Regions from separate parts of the Mus musculus genome. Here all the other regions are linked to region 1. A link is a contact called in public promoter capture Hi-C data. All regions are on one chromosome and are shown on one strand. Each heading gives the region's core, a stretch centred on a gene start, on an enhancer-like site or on the middle of the called end of the contact. The rest is flanking DNA. Distances are from core to core; before and after follow the strand shown. Region 1 holds the start of Parp16 (poly (ADP-ribose) polymerase family, member 16). Region 2 holds the start of Csnk1g1 (casein kinase 1, gamma 1). Region 3 holds the start of Ppib (peptidylprolyl isomerase B). Region 4 holds the start of Zfp609 (zinc finger protein 609). Region 5 holds the start of Uchl4 (ubiquitin carboxyl-terminal esterase L4).

Region 1 (2,700 bases), core at 24-2,523:
CATCATTGTTTGGCCTGGGAAGCTCTCTAGGGTCTGAGAATATAGTTCTGCCTGTCTTCCCTCCCGAAGTCTGAGGAGCACAGGGCCAGGTCCCATTCGGATGCCCAAGAAGGGGGTGATTTCTCAGAGAGCAGAGCCAGTGTGTGTGTATGTTTATTTATCTAATTAATGGTTGTTTTTGTTTTTGTTTTTGTAAAGTTTTGTTTTGGGGTTTGTTTTTGTTTTTTTTGAGACAGGGTTTCTCTGTGTAGCCCTTGCTGTCCTGGGATTTGATCTGTAGACCAGGCTGGACTTGAACTCAGAGATATGCCTGCCTTTGCTTCTGGTGTGCTGGGACTAAAGGCGTGAGCCACCACCTCTCAGCACGTGTGGGGTCTTTAAAGGGGACTTTTAGTCTAACAATTCAGCACTGGTCTTAGATTTCTATGTGACCAGAAGGCCAAGTGCTTTTTTTCTAGTGAGGTCTTGAAGAAGAAGAGGTAAAGGGAATCTGTTCTTACATTTTTTATTTTATTTTATTTATTTATTTTGGTTTTTCAAGACAGGGTTTCTCTGTATAGTCCTGGCTGTCCTGGAACTCACTTTGTAGACCAGGCTGGCCTCGAACTCAGAAATCCTCCTGCCTTTATTTTAATTTTTTAATGTATTTATTTTATGTATGTGAGTACACTGTAGCTGTACAGATGGTTGTGAGCCTTCATGTGGCTGTTGGGAATTGAATTTTTATTTAGGACCACTGCTTGCTCTGGTCAACCCTGCTCGCTCAGTCCCTGCTTGTTCCGGCCCAAAGATTTATTTATTATACATAAGTGCACTGTAGCTGTCTTCAAACGAATTAGAAGAGGGAGTCAGATCTCATTACCAGTGGTTGTGAACCACCATGTGGTTGCTGGGATTTGAACTCAGGACATTCAGAAGAGCAGTCAGTGCTCTTACCCGCTGAGCCATCTCACCAGCCCTACATTTATTTATTTTGTGTATACGTTCACATGTGGGCACACTTGAGCCTTGGTGCAGGTGTGGAAGTCATAGGACAAATTGCTAGAGTCACTTAGCTCCTAACATATGGGATCCTGGGATAGAACTCAGGTCGTGAGGACGGACAGCAAGTGCCTTTACTCGACCAGTTGCTGAGTCATCTTGGGGTCCGGTCTTTTCCCTTCGGCAGGGTTAGGTCATTGTTCTCCCAGTGCCTGTTTTCCCGACTTCCTGTTAGAGGCCTTCGAAGGAGGAGGATCCTGGGAAATCTGAGGTCAGACATTTGAGCAATTCAGAGAATTGCGGAGGCTGTAAGGTAGAGAGGAAGGTCTTTGGGTCGGCTACAGTGTCTTGAGAAAGTATTGTGTCACTCCGACCTTCAGTTTTCCCTGGGTATCAAGTGGCTTCTTGTGTGCAACGTGTCAGCTCCAGAGGAAACCGATTTATTCAACAGGTGGCAATTCCCAAGGTGAGCGAGGCTGGCTCAACCCGTGGAGCCAGGACAAAGACAATTCCCCGGGGCGGGTCCCGGGGCGGTTTCCACTTGGGGCGGTGGCGAGGATGACTAGCAGCCGCATTGGGCACCTTTGCCCAGCACCCGGGGCAGCTGGGATCCTCCGGGACCTGTGGGCGGGCGCGAGCTGAGCAAGGGCGCGGGAAGGGGCGGGCCTGGGCCGGGTGGGCGGAGCGGCGTGAGAGCGGCGGGCGGGGAGGTAGGCGGTGGCTGCTGGCAGTGTGGGGCGGCCAGGACTGATCGGCCGGGTCCCCGGGGTACTACCCACGCCGGGTGCAATAGCGACAACTCCATACCGGGGACTCCGGGACTGGCGGGACCCGAGAGGCGACTCTCCCAGATCCCGTGTTTCCCCGCACTGAGCGACCGTGCCCAGTGTCCTGCAGAGGACGCTCGCCGGCGCGTTCTCACCAATGTCAATTTGTCACCCCTTTGCCTAGCTCCACCCCCCGGGCTGGAAAACCTGGCAGCAGACGGTCTACGGTCCCCCGGGCCCAGGCCCCGCGCTGCCCCTCCTTGTCTCCTCCCGGCCACGCGCTACGAGCCCGGGATGCAGCTCTCCAACAGGGCAGCAGCCAGGGAGGCAGCGAGCCGCGACGTGCTGGCTGCGGACCTCCGCTGCAGCCTCTTCGCCTCGGCGCTGCAGAGCTACAAGCGGGACTCGGTGCTGCGGCCCTTCCCCGCCTCCTACGCCCGCCACGACTGTAAGGACTTCGAGGCCCTGGTGAGTCCGTCCTGATCCACCGTTGCTCGCTGCATCCTGGGCCAAGTGGCCCTGTGGAACGGCAGGCAGGAGCAGCTCCACCCGTGTTAGAAAACACGCCAATTCCCTGGACTTCCCACCCAGCCTGGCCTTGGGGAAGGTTCCCATCAGCAAGAACACTCCTAAACACCCTCGTGCAGACACACTGCCAGGTCATTCGGTGGCTGCTTCCTTTTGTCAGTGACTTAATCCCAGGAGTGATGGAATAGCTACATAGTCCTCCACAAAACGCTCTAGTGTGGCCCTAAAGGGGCGTTGATCTGAACCAGCTGTTCTGCCTAGATAAGAAGTTGTCCCTCCCTCTGCAACTAGTTAGACTTTGCCCTTCAGATGAAGTTACATATTAACAGTACTTATATAAACTGCCACGCAGTGCACATAGGCGTTGTTACTTTCTGATGATTTATAATTCGGAGTGCTGGGATGGATTACAGGTTTCAGCACT
Region 2 (2,700 bases), core at 162-2,661, 690 kb after region 1:
AGAAAAATTCAGAAGTTAAAGTTAAAATAGGAAAGCCGGTCCATCCCGGTAGTGAACGCTTTAAATCCCAGCACCTGGGAGAAGAGGAAGGTGGGTCTCTGAATTCAGGGCCAGCCTGGTCTACATAGACATTACCTGATCAGTCATCCAGGGCTTCAAAGTGAGATTCAGACTCAAAAAATAATACAGTCAAGTGATGGTTTTATCCCCCACCCCAGGTTTCTCTAAAAATATAATTACTATAATTATAGGGGTCGTTACAGGGGGTTATTTTGTTGGCTTTGGTCTCCACCATAGTTTTCCAGTTTTTTCAAAGAGTGAACTTATGCCTCGGGTATGTTAGGTAAAATGTTTTAAAACTGGGACTGACCATGTAGTCTAGGCCTTGGAGTTACTATCCTCGCTTTTCCTCTGGAGTCTAAGCATTACAGGTCTGCTTGTCATGTCCAGTAAATGAGTCTCCTTGCCTCCCTTCCTTTCTTCGATGCCTGGGAATCGAACTAAAGACCTTGGGCATGCCAGGCAAGTTTTGTATCACAGACCTAAATCCCCAGCCTAAATGAGGGTTTTTATGGACACCTTTCTTAGTCACCGTATAGGTATGTTGGTTTATTCTGATGGGAGGCTTAGTTGTCTTCCTACTCAAGCGAGATTACCGGCATTCTTTGTCTCCCCCAACTCCCCCGTTTTATGGAATAACAATAATAATATTACTCTGGTCAATTTTCATAGACTCAAATATAGCTAGGTTATTTCCAGGTCACACATAAAAACGTTAAATCCTTAAAAAAAAAAAAAAAAAGAAAAAAGAAAAGACAAGGTAAGACAAAACTTTCTTACCCACTTCACTGTTCGACTTCTGGAGCCGGTTCAGAACGAAATGCATGCAAAAGTCTGGTTGAAACGACAGGAAATCCACCAGAGGGAGATGCTTGCTAGACAGTGAGAAAGAAGCTCCCGCAAGGGGCCTGGAGAGGAGCTTTGGGAGGAGCTGCCGAGATGGCCCAGGATTCCAGGAGGTGTGTGTAGTTTGGAGCTGGTGTCAGAGACCAACTGATGGAAGCAGCTACGTTGGGCCTACTACCTGCTGCAGCGAAGGGTTTACCTGGCCTAACATTGTAAACTAAAGGCCTAAAAACATTTCCAAATGAGAAAACGAAGCTCCCAACCCACTTACCAACAGTCCCCGAAGAAATGGGGGGGGAAGGGGGGTATTTAAAGGCACTTCCGCTTAGCAACCCCACGCTGTTGCTAAGGAGGGGCCGCAGCATTAACGACCCGGAAGTGGTGGTCTGAATTTCACAGCGACGACAGGGGTTTGTCCTATCAGAAGAACGAGGATGCTCTGCGGCTCCAGGAGGTGGGTGGGACCTGCATTAGTACTTCCGGCTTGGCTCGGCCGCCCCTCAACTGGTCTTCCCCCTCCCCTCCGCCTCCTCCGCTCCCTCCGCTCCCTCCCGCTCCTGGGAAAGCAAAGCTGCGGCTTAAGGGGTGGTTGAGAGAAGCAGTAGGCGCCTCGGGGAGGGGACCGCGCCCGCCCCCTTGGAACACTGGAGCACCGCTGATTTAGGTAGGTACTCTGGCTTCGACTGGGTCTGGGAGACTGGAGTCTGAGATGTGTGTGTGTGTGTACGTGTGTGTGTGGGGGGGGTGGGGTGGGGGCTTTAGGAGCCCTTCGCTGGGGCGGGGCAGTGGACTCGGGAATCCCGGGTGGGGCGCGGGCCTGTCCGTGGAGGGTTGCGGGGGCGGGACAGAGGGACCAGGGTCCCTGCGTGCAAAGAGTTGCGGGTTGCGGGTTAGACCCGGTCGCAGGAGGCGCCCTTTCTGAAGCAGGGACTTCGGCCAATGCAGACCGGGAGTTTCCCACCTGGAGTGCCAGCTCCGAAAAGAAGGGGGAGCATCATCCAGGGCCGAAATCAAGGGTATAGACTTGGAGAGGTGACTGTGGTCATCCTGTGCTTCACATTGTCCGCGTCCCGGACTCTCTGTTGGGACAGAGCCGGGCTTCGAGGGCTTGTAAGGGTTTCGTGTCGGCTGGGCACCGTGGAGCCGCCCTTGGCAGAGGTAGGGCAGAAGAGTGGGTAATGAGACCTCCCTCCACCCAACTTCCGTGCGCTTCCCCCGCTTCTTCCTTTATTGCTCTCTCGGCAGGGCGCCCTATAGGAGCGTTGTCCCCTAAGTGGGTACGCATCACGTCGTAAAACAAGAGTGTGAAACTGGGTTTGTTGCCCCCGGATGATTTTTCGGATATTTGCAAAGTGCCAGAATGGCATATTCTAGCAGTCTCCCAGACCGATATGAGTCTGGTATGAATTTTCTTAGAAAATGCAATACTGGAAGGCATCTGACTATATTCAAACGTAGCCTTGTAAATGAGCATGCTTTAAAAAAACCACTAGGAAATCCATATTTAGAGGTCTAGATGAGACATGTTTAGGCAAGCCTTTTTCAACCTCTTTCTCACCTGCCAGTAATCCTTTTGTGGTTTAAACGAATTAGAAATGCTATCTTCATTTTGTTTAAGTGACTGAATTGTAGGAAGTATAGTATATGTCTTAGAAGAACTAGTGAACATTTAGAGAGACAAGGGACAAGAGTCCCTTTCCAATGATTGAACTCTCTCTTAATCTTTTAAGGAGATAATTATGTTCAAGTGGAAGTATTGGCTTTGAGAAAGATAATTCTGGGAATGAACCCGCC
Region 3 (2,700 bases), core at 112-2,611, 850 kb after region 1:
ACCAATACCTGCTGAGCACCGAGCCCTGGAGACAGGCTAGGGGAGCTATGTAAAGACTATGTGCAGCAAGGGCTCATTCTCCTAAAACAAAGTGCGAAGAAAAGAAATTTAACACCAGGAGCCGGTAGGATAACTCAGGTTCAGTAAAGTTGCCTGCTGCCTCTGAGCCAAAGGACATGGGTTCAACCCTCAGAGTCCCTGTGATGTAAGGAGAGAATAAACTCCCTCCACATGCAGGTAACTACGTGTCTACCCACTCACATGCAATGAGACATTGTAAAAAGGAAAAGATAAATACCAAAGTATCCAACAGAATGCATCCTTTCATAGGCGCACACAGCAGTTAAGCACAGGATTCCAAGACAAAGATGAGTAGTAAATTAGTAAAAACTAAAAATGGAAGCAGTGTGTGTGTGTGTGTGTGTGTGTGTGTGTAATGCATGCACATTATGTGTAGAGCTCTTATCATTCTGGGCCTTCATTTTGAGACAGGATCTCTACCTCAATCAAAGAACTAGTCTGGAAGCAAGCAAGGCTACCAGACCCGCCTATGTCCAGCACCACTACAGCACTAGGATTAGAGTCATAAAGTATGGCCATGATCTGCTTTTAGAGCTGGGTCCAAATTCAGGTCCTCATGATTGTGGAGCAAGAACCTTAACACTGAGCCATCTCTTCACCCCTCGACTCCACCCCTTTTTTGTTCTCGGGCATAGGTGTTACTATATTATGCTTAATAGCCAGAAACTAACTACATAGAAGCCGCCTTAAACTCACAGAAATCTTTCTGCTTCTTCCTCCAAGGTGCTGGGATTAAAGAGACGTGCAACCATGACTGGTCGTGTTCGTTTTAAGACAAGGTCTCACTCTAGTCCAAAAAGAACTAGTAGTCACTCTGTAGCCCAGGCTGGCCTTGAACTTTTTACCATCCTACTTCACCCTGCCCAGTGCTGGGATGACGGGTGTGAGCCACTACGCCCGGTCCCCAAGCAAGGCATTATAGAAGATATAGAAGGCTATGCTGTAACGCTCAACCGCTAAATTCAACCCCTAGTACTAAGGTTAAGTGTGTCCAGTCTTCTGAAGACCACCTCCAAATTTGGCAGCGACTGGTCTTTGCACGCCGTGACAAAAGTCTGAAAGTTGGATGGGCAGGTGGGGTCGCAAGGCACGCTGGGGTGCGTAGTCTCTCTTTCTGATACCAATCCCAACGCTGCCTTTGCGCACCGCCTTGACATACCCAATCAGAGGGCTGTAACGTGGCAGCCACCCGCAGCCCCGCCCCCGGCAGCGCCTACCACTCGGCGTCGCTGCGCAGGGAGAACGTGGCGCGCTCCTGGCGCTACGAGACCGCCCGCGGCCCCGGGTCCACCCCACGCCTGGGCGGCCACGCGCACGCTGCGCGTCCACACCCTTTTCCGGTCCGGGCTGCCCGACCGCTCTTGCTGCTGCCGGTGGATGCTGCGCCTCTCGGAGCGCAATATGAAGGTGCTCTTCGCCGCCGCCCTCATCGTGGGCTCCGTCGTCTTCCTTTTGCTGCCCGGACCCTCCGTGGCCAACGATAAGAAGAAGGGACCTAAAGTCACAGTCAAGGTCTGGGCTCCCCTCACCAGCGAGGCCTGCCTTCCGCCGCCTTAGGTCCGGCTCAAGCCGGAGCGGGTCTGGCCCAGTAGTTCCGACCTGAGCGTCCTTGTTCTTGTTCAGTTCTTCCTTGGGTCGACTTTGATCTCTTGAAGCCAGGCTCGCCCTATCTACTCAGACTAGAGAATAACCCAGACTCCCCCAGCCCCCCGCCCTGACCCAGGATGCCCAGCTTCGGCCAGCACGGACATCCTTAGGACGGTCCCTTTGCACATCCCCTGCATTGCTGGGAAATGGTGATGGATCAGAATTGCCGAATCTTTTACTATGGTCTCTCCAGTTTAGTGTGTTTTGTAGCACACACAGTAAATATAGTTAAACTTGCAAGCACAGTGTATCTCCCTGTGTATGTCCCCCTTTTAATGTATGTTTCTATAATCTGGAATCATTTAAAGAGCACAGATTGCTATTCTATAGTCTTGAGAACGAAAACTTTTAAAAAATGTTACATTATTTACTTAGTAGGGAGAGGGACTCGGGTACCACAGTGCAACCGTAGAGGTCAGAGGACAGTTTGCAGGAGTCCATTCACGTTGGTCTCTGGTCTTCAGGCTTGGCCGCAACCGAATTTTCCTCTAAGCCATAAGGCAGTCTGTAATCCTTTCTTGGGGTGGACCCAAGTGCTGTGGCATATATTACTCCCAGCTACTTGAGGGAGACTACAATTTAGCAAGATTAATTACTGGGGTTATTAGCTCAGTGGTGGACGGCTTATCTGCAGTGGCCCACCATTTCGTACTCCCTAGTACTGGGGTTGGAGACTACTAGAGCTTTCATAAGTGTACAGATGGTTGTAGCCACCATCTAGGTGCTGAGAACAGAAGCTCTAGGGTCTGGGAAAGCAGCAGATGCTCTTAACAGCTGCTGTTTCTCCAGCCTGTTTGTTGGATTTGTACAAAGGTTTTGCCCTACTCAGCCACAGCTTTAGGCTTTGTTCTCACTCATGGGGTAACTCCTCAGGCCCTCCTCTACCAAGGCCCCTGTGAAGGCTAAGCTTGGACTTGTTCACTTTCCTTAGGTATACTTTGATTTACAAATTGGAGATGAATCTGTAGGACG
Region 4 (2,700 bases), core at 143-2,642, 610 kb after region 1:
GAGCCTTTCTGTCTGGCCTCTTCCAATGGCAAGCCCCAGTCTGGAAAAGGAAGAAAATGGCACTGAGGAGCCTGGGAGATGGAGCATATCCAAAGCTCTCAGACAAGACTTGAACCTATGACCTTCACTGTGTACACAATAGGCGAGTGAGAGGGACCGGTTTATCTCTGCTGCAACAGTTCTCAGCCCTGGGGTAGCACTCCCGATAAAATGACACGACTATTGTGTGGCAGCAGAACAGTCATCTCTCACAACAGCCTAAACCAGCACTCCCTCCCCCAAGACAAAGCAGCAGGGGTGAAATTAACTCAAGGCTGCAGAGCAAAGCCTAATACAGAAAAGAGAGGCCTGTGGGGGCTTAGGGACTCTCCTCAACCCCTGGGGCTCTGGACACATGGCTGGAAACAGACAGGCTTTCTCCCCCATCTTTCCCACTCTCATTTAGGTAGGAAGCGGTTTCTGAGAGAATTTAATCATCTGTGATTTGTTCAGAAATATTCCCCCTGAAGGGCTCTGCTCTCTCCACCCTGTGTGAGCCTAATTCCTAGAAGCCGAAATGACTGTTTGCCGCTGCCTGTTTCACAAACACACATTAATTGGTCAGATGTGTCTCCTCCTCCTCAGCCCCAGAGGGAGGAAGGAGAATCTGAACCAAGCAGAGAGATGATCCAACCGTAATTACACATAAAGGGAAAAGAGGGCAGCATGGGGTTTCCAAACAGGACAGGGTCTCAAACCCTCCCGGGGATACAGGGACAGCAGTTTAAAGTCCAGGCCTAGGGATCCCTCCATCTTGAAGAAAAGGACAGGAGTAAAATGTGACCTAAGACTGGAAAGGCGCACACACCCACAACCTACTGCCTGCACGCTCCCAGCCACCTTGCTCTCCTTTCCCGGGTCGCGCACACGTCCTGCTTTCAACCCTCCGCTCCCGACGCTCCCCTGAGTCCCTAACGAGCCCCAGTCGCCCCGGGGCTCCCTCGGCAGAGCCTCCGAAAACTCTCTGGCCTGCCCCTACCACCTGGCCAAATCAGAGACTATCCCGGGCACCGCCACCCTCAGCCCGAACCGCCCGGGCCATGCTTTGAACTTCACCTCAGGCCCCCTCCCCCACCCACGCAACGACCCCGCTTTCCCCGCACACACCTTCCCCTCGCTCCGCCCCGGCCCCCCCAACCCCCACTTCCTCCGCCGGGCGCCGCTGCTCCGGCGCCCTCCGCGCCCCTCGGCGCCGGGCCTCCCCCAGAGTCGCCTCCCCCTCCCAGCCCCGGCTCCACACAAAGCTTAGACTCACCGCGCGGCCGGTCCCGGGAGCCGCCACCTCCGCCCGCCCGGGGCCCCGGGCCGCAGAGCCACCACTGCTACGCGTCCCGGGCCGCCATCTGGGCCGCGGCCCCTCCCCCTCCCCGCCCCGGCTCTCCGCCCCTCCCCGCGCCGCTCCGCCCCGCCTGGCCGGGGCCGCTGTGTCCGGGGCTGCGGGTCCCTCAGCTGCCGCCGCCGCCGCCGCCGCCGCCGCCACCGCCGCCGCCGCCGCCGCGATCCGGGACAACCAGGGCAGCCTGGAAGACCTGGACACTGGATTCTCGTGCTCTCGGATCCGGATTCCGTGCGCTATGGAGTCTGGAGCGGGCGAGTGCACGAGGAAACCCGGAACCTGGATGCAGGAGCTAAGTCCTGGGTCTCTAAATGCGCGGTAGCTGCGAGCCCTGAGAAAAGAATGCTGGAAAACCTGGCGGGCGGGTCGAAACTAAGATAAGCTCAGAAGACCGGGCTGGACAGTTTGAACCCAATGCTCTCTCCTCGTGCAGATTCCTGGCTGGATAAGACTTCTCACCGAAAAGTCTCTGGAGAAGCGTTAGCTCTTAAATACAGATGTTTTCTATCGTGGAAAGAGGAAAGATCATGGGATCTGAACATGAACCTTTCTACAAAGAACAGAAGACAAGTGCACAGCTCTTAACTGTCTCATCCATTTTGCCGCTTAGTTCGGCAAACTATTTTAAGTAAAGAATTTAGGGTGGGGGTTGGGGGGGACAGGACACGTGTCGTGGCGCACGTTTGCAGGTCAGCCGACAATTTGCAGGAGTCGTTCCCTCCACCATTTGGTTTTAGGGATCAAACTTAGATCCTTAGGCTTAGCAGCGCGCATCTTTACCCACTGAGCCATCTCACTGGCCCTCAAACTCCTTTTTTATTCAATGTCTTCAGTTTTTCTTTGATTATCGTTTGTTTTCCTCTAGAGTACCTGTGTCCCTTTCCACCTCAACATCCAGTATCACTAAATCTTACTGCTTTTTAACCTTGAGCCCGTTTCTGCACTCCATCTCACCATTCTGTCACTATAGATTGTGACTTTTAAATCTGTTACCTATCTTAAGGTTGCCCAGCACACCATCTACACAGCAGACATTCTGTTCTTGTGAAATTGAGCCCTCCCACCAGTTGCTTACGAAACTGCTTCATGACCTAAGACTTCCACCTCCTACCATAGCAAACCAATGTTTATCCAATTCTCAAGAACCCCCATCATGCCCTTCCTGTGTCTGAGACCATTTTATTCAGCTATGCAGTTACCTTTATTCTCTTATCCTAAGGGCACTCTTCACTGGTGCCATTCACAGTAGCATGTGACTTAGAGATCGAGTGAGTCATAACTTTGCTATCTTCACAGAAAGAAAAGGAGGGTGGGAGAGCTGACAG
Region 5 (2,700 bases), core at 131-2,630, 980 kb before region 1:
CCTCTGTCATCTGAACTGTTTGGAAGACAGATGGTTAGCAGCTGCAAGTTCAATTACAAAGTGCCTGGAAGGAAGGCAAAGAAGGAAGCAAAGGGATCCAAGGGCCGCTTCATATATTAAGCGTGGAATTCCTTTCCAACAAACATCTTTTATTTCCTTGGGGGAAGCCAACTCGGATATACCCTTTGAACTTGAGAGAAAAGCTTCAGAAGAAAGAATCTAGCAACAGAGAGACGGAGTGAAGCTGGAGGCACAGAAAAAAAAAAATCACTACTTCTAAATTCTACGGTTTGTGTTTTAAGGAAAGACAGAGGGCACGGGAGACTCCACTGTGCAGCCAGGCTAAGAGCCTGGATCAACTGTGTTCTTTGGTTGAATGAGTTGCCTCTTTTCTCATCCTTCATTTTGTCCTTTGCAAAGCAAAAGGGCAAGAATTAACTAAAGGACAAGATGGTTGACTTCTAGACCAGTACTCACAGACATTATACAATGACAGAAATAGTCTACATGTATGCTGCCCAAAACAGTTGCCACAGTGGCCAATAAGGCTTTTAAAGGTAACTAGTATGGCTGAGAAACTGGTATTTAAACTGTACTGAATTTTAGTTAATTTAGATATAAATAGCTATATGTGGGTAATGTCTAGTTTAGAAAAGTACAACACTACAAAATCCTCCTGCATTTTACACAGTGGGGTGGGGAATGATGTTAGCCGAGGCCTGACCTAGGCTCTAACCTAGATCCACAGCTTACCAGTTATACAACCCTATGAAACTACTAAGCTTCCCTGAGCTTCACATCGCCAACTGGTACAATGGACTCTGGTAACCGTTCTTGTAGAATATCCGTGACTACAGAGACCAGAAAGCCCTCAGTGAATGCCAGCTGTTTCTCCAGTTCCTCTTTAGTCTTTGGACTCCATCCTACTAGTCTTCTTGCACACATCCATTTTTATTACCTTGAAGACTAAAGCAAGCCTTAGTCCCCATGGGCAGCCCTGTCTATCAGGAAAGCAACTTGCCCAGGAGTTGTCTCAGGTCCCCAGCAGTGGGCAAGCCTCTGGTGATGGAAGGGTCGGTGCCTCCGGAACCACTGATTTCCGCTCACCCTCCATCCCCTCTGCCTCACATGATCACCAGCAATTTACACTCCTCCTGTGACTGGAGAGCAAGCTGAAACATAACTCACCAAAACACCTGTCACTTGTTTCTGGTACTTTTCCAACTCTTTCCCCTTATCTTTCCCTGCTAAAGATGGTAAGGCTTTTTAATATGAAAATGGCTTAGATTTTTTTTTTTAATTACCACACTCAGAAATAGGGATGCAACAAATTCCATTTATGGTTAACCCAGGAGTTATTTAGTTACCAATATTAAACAAGGCAAGGTCAGAGCTGGAGAGAGGCCGACGGAGCAGTCATGGAGGGTCAACGCTGGCTGCCACTGGAGGCCAACCCTGAGGTCACCAACCAGTTTCTCAAGCAATTAGGCCTGCATCCTAACTGGCAGTTTGTTGATGTGTACGGGATGGAGTCTGAACTTCTTAGCATCATACCAAGACCAGTGTGCGCAGTGTTACTCCTCTTCCCTATCACAGAAAAGTATGAAGTCTTCAGAACAGAAGAGGAAGAAAAGATAAAATCTCAAGGACAAGATGTGACATCATCAGTATATTTTATGAAACAAACCATCAGCAATGCCTGTGGAACGATTGGAACGATTGGACTAATCCATGCCATTGCAAACAACAAAGACAAGGTGCACTTTGAATCAGGGTCAACATTGAAAAAGTTCCTGGAGGAGTCTGTATCAATGAGCCCTGAAGAGAGAGCCAAATACCTGGAGAACTATGACGCTATTCGAGTTACTCATGAAACCAGTGCACATGAAGGTCAGACTGAGGCACCAAGTATAGATGAAAAAGTAGATCTTCATTTTATTGCGTTAGTACATGTAGATGGGCATCTCTATGAATTAGATGGATGGAAACCATTTCCAATTAACCATGGGAAAACTAGCGATGAGACGTTGTTAGAGGATGTCATAAAAGTTTGCAAGAAGTTCATGGAACGTGACCCTGATGAGTTAAGATTTAATGCAATTGCTCTCTCGGCAGCATAGCATCTTGACAGAAACACCAAATACTGTATTATTTGCAACAAAAGTTAAATTTCTGATGCCATAACTAACTCAAAATTTTTAATATTTTCATTAACTTGACTAATTAAACTTTATGTGGAAACAAACAAACAAACAAACAAGGCAAAAGAAACTGTTGTAGAAGGAATGTTCTAGTACAAGAATAGCCCAGCAGTGGTGGTGTATACCTTTAATCCCAGTACTCAGGAGACAGAGGCAGGTGGCTCTCCAAGTTCTAGACTAGCCTGGTCTACAAAGCAAGTTCCAGGACAGCCAGCGCTGCATAGAGAAATCCTATCTCGAAAAACAAAAAATAAACAACAACAACAAACAAACAAAAAAGAATAATAATCTGCCAAAGTCTCTATGTTAATATACTATGATACGAAGCCCGGTCTTTCCTGAAACGTAGGCCTCGCCGTCCTTGGGGAAAGCAGCTTTCCTTGCCTTCAATGACTACATTTTTTAGTTTTACTTTTGTTACATTTATGTGTCTGTGGGTACACATGTGCCACTGAGCAAGAGTCAGGTCTCACCTTCCACCATGTGGCTCCCAGGGGCA

What was found. Promoter capture Hi-C pulls out the DNA fragments that hold promoters and counts their contacts.
Region 2: a promoter capture Hi-C map of erythroid cells shows a contact between it and region 1, with 2.7 times the contacts expected there. The contact joins the promoter of Csnk1g1 here to the promoter of Parp16 in region 1. A contact is called at or near these places in 1 of 39 promoter capture datasets (erythroid cells), 1 of 115 datasets of contacts at active chromatin or transcription factors (microglia) and 1 of 9 other capture datasets (adipose tissue).
Region 3: a contact with region 1 is called in a promoter capture Hi-C map of erythroid cells, with 9 times the contacts expected there. The contact joins the promoter of Ppib here to the promoter of Parp16 in region 1. A contact is called at or near these places in 4 of 39 promoter capture datasets (erythroid cells, liver and pre-B cells) and 2 of 115 datasets of contacts at active chromatin or transcription factors (memory CD8 T cells and pancreatic cancer cells).
Region 4: a promoter capture Hi-C map of erythroid cells shows a contact between it and region 1, with 33 times the contacts expected there. The contact joins the promoter of Zfp609 here to the promoter of Parp16 in region 1. A contact is called at or near these places in 1 of 39 promoter capture datasets (erythroid cells), 2 of 484 Hi-C or Micro-C datasets (embryonic stem cells and regulatory T cells) and 2 of 115 datasets of contacts at active chromatin or transcription factors (astrocytes and trophoblast stem cells).
Region 5: a contact with region 1 is called in a promoter capture Hi-C map of pre-B cells. The contact joins the promoter of Uchl4 here to the promoter of Parp16 in region 1. A contact is called at or near these places in 4 of 39 promoter capture datasets (cranial neural crest, liver, pre-B cells and 1 more), 1 of 115 datasets of contacts at active chromatin or transcription factors (bone marrow-derived macrophages) and 1 of 9 other capture datasets (embryonic stem cells).

The regions. Positions count from the first base shown.
Region 1 is chr9:65,213,417-65,216,116 of GRCm38.p6, forward strand. Parp16 (poly (ADP-ribose) polymerase family, member 16) reads left to right here and starts at 1,274. Exons shown (of 7, transcript NM_177460.4): 1 at 1,274-1,447; 2 at 1,933-2,216. The coding sequence starts at 2,043.
Region 2 is chr9:65,907,599-65,910,298 of GRCm38.p6, forward strand. Csnk1g1 (casein kinase 1, gamma 1) reads left to right here and starts at 1,412. Exons shown (of 14, transcript NM_173185.2): 1 at 1,412-1,570. Trip4 (thyroid hormone receptor interactor 4) reads right to left here and starts at 1,196. Exons shown (of 14, transcript NM_001357872.1): 1 at 841-1,196.
Region 3 is chr9:66,058,808-66,061,507 of GRCm38.p6, forward strand. It overlaps Ppib (peptidylprolyl isomerase B), which reads left to right and starts at 1,362. Exons shown (of 5, transcript NM_011149.2): 1 at 1,362-1,593; 2 at 2,660-2,700. The coding sequence starts at 1,459.
Region 4 is chr9:65,826,172-65,828,871 of GRCm38.p6, forward strand. Zfp609 (zinc finger protein 609) reads right to left here and starts at 1,393. Exons shown (of 10, transcript NM_172536.3): 1 at 1,295-1,393.
Region 5 is chr9:64,233,821-64,236,520 of GRCm38.p6, forward strand. Uchl4 (ubiquitin carboxyl-terminal esterase L4) reads left to right here and starts at 1,381. Exons shown (of 1, transcript NM_033607.1): 1 at 1,381-2,542. The coding sequence starts at 1,419. The coding sequence ends at 2,120. The region is part of intron 1 of Map2k1 (mitogen-activated protein kinase kinase 1); the gene reads right to left.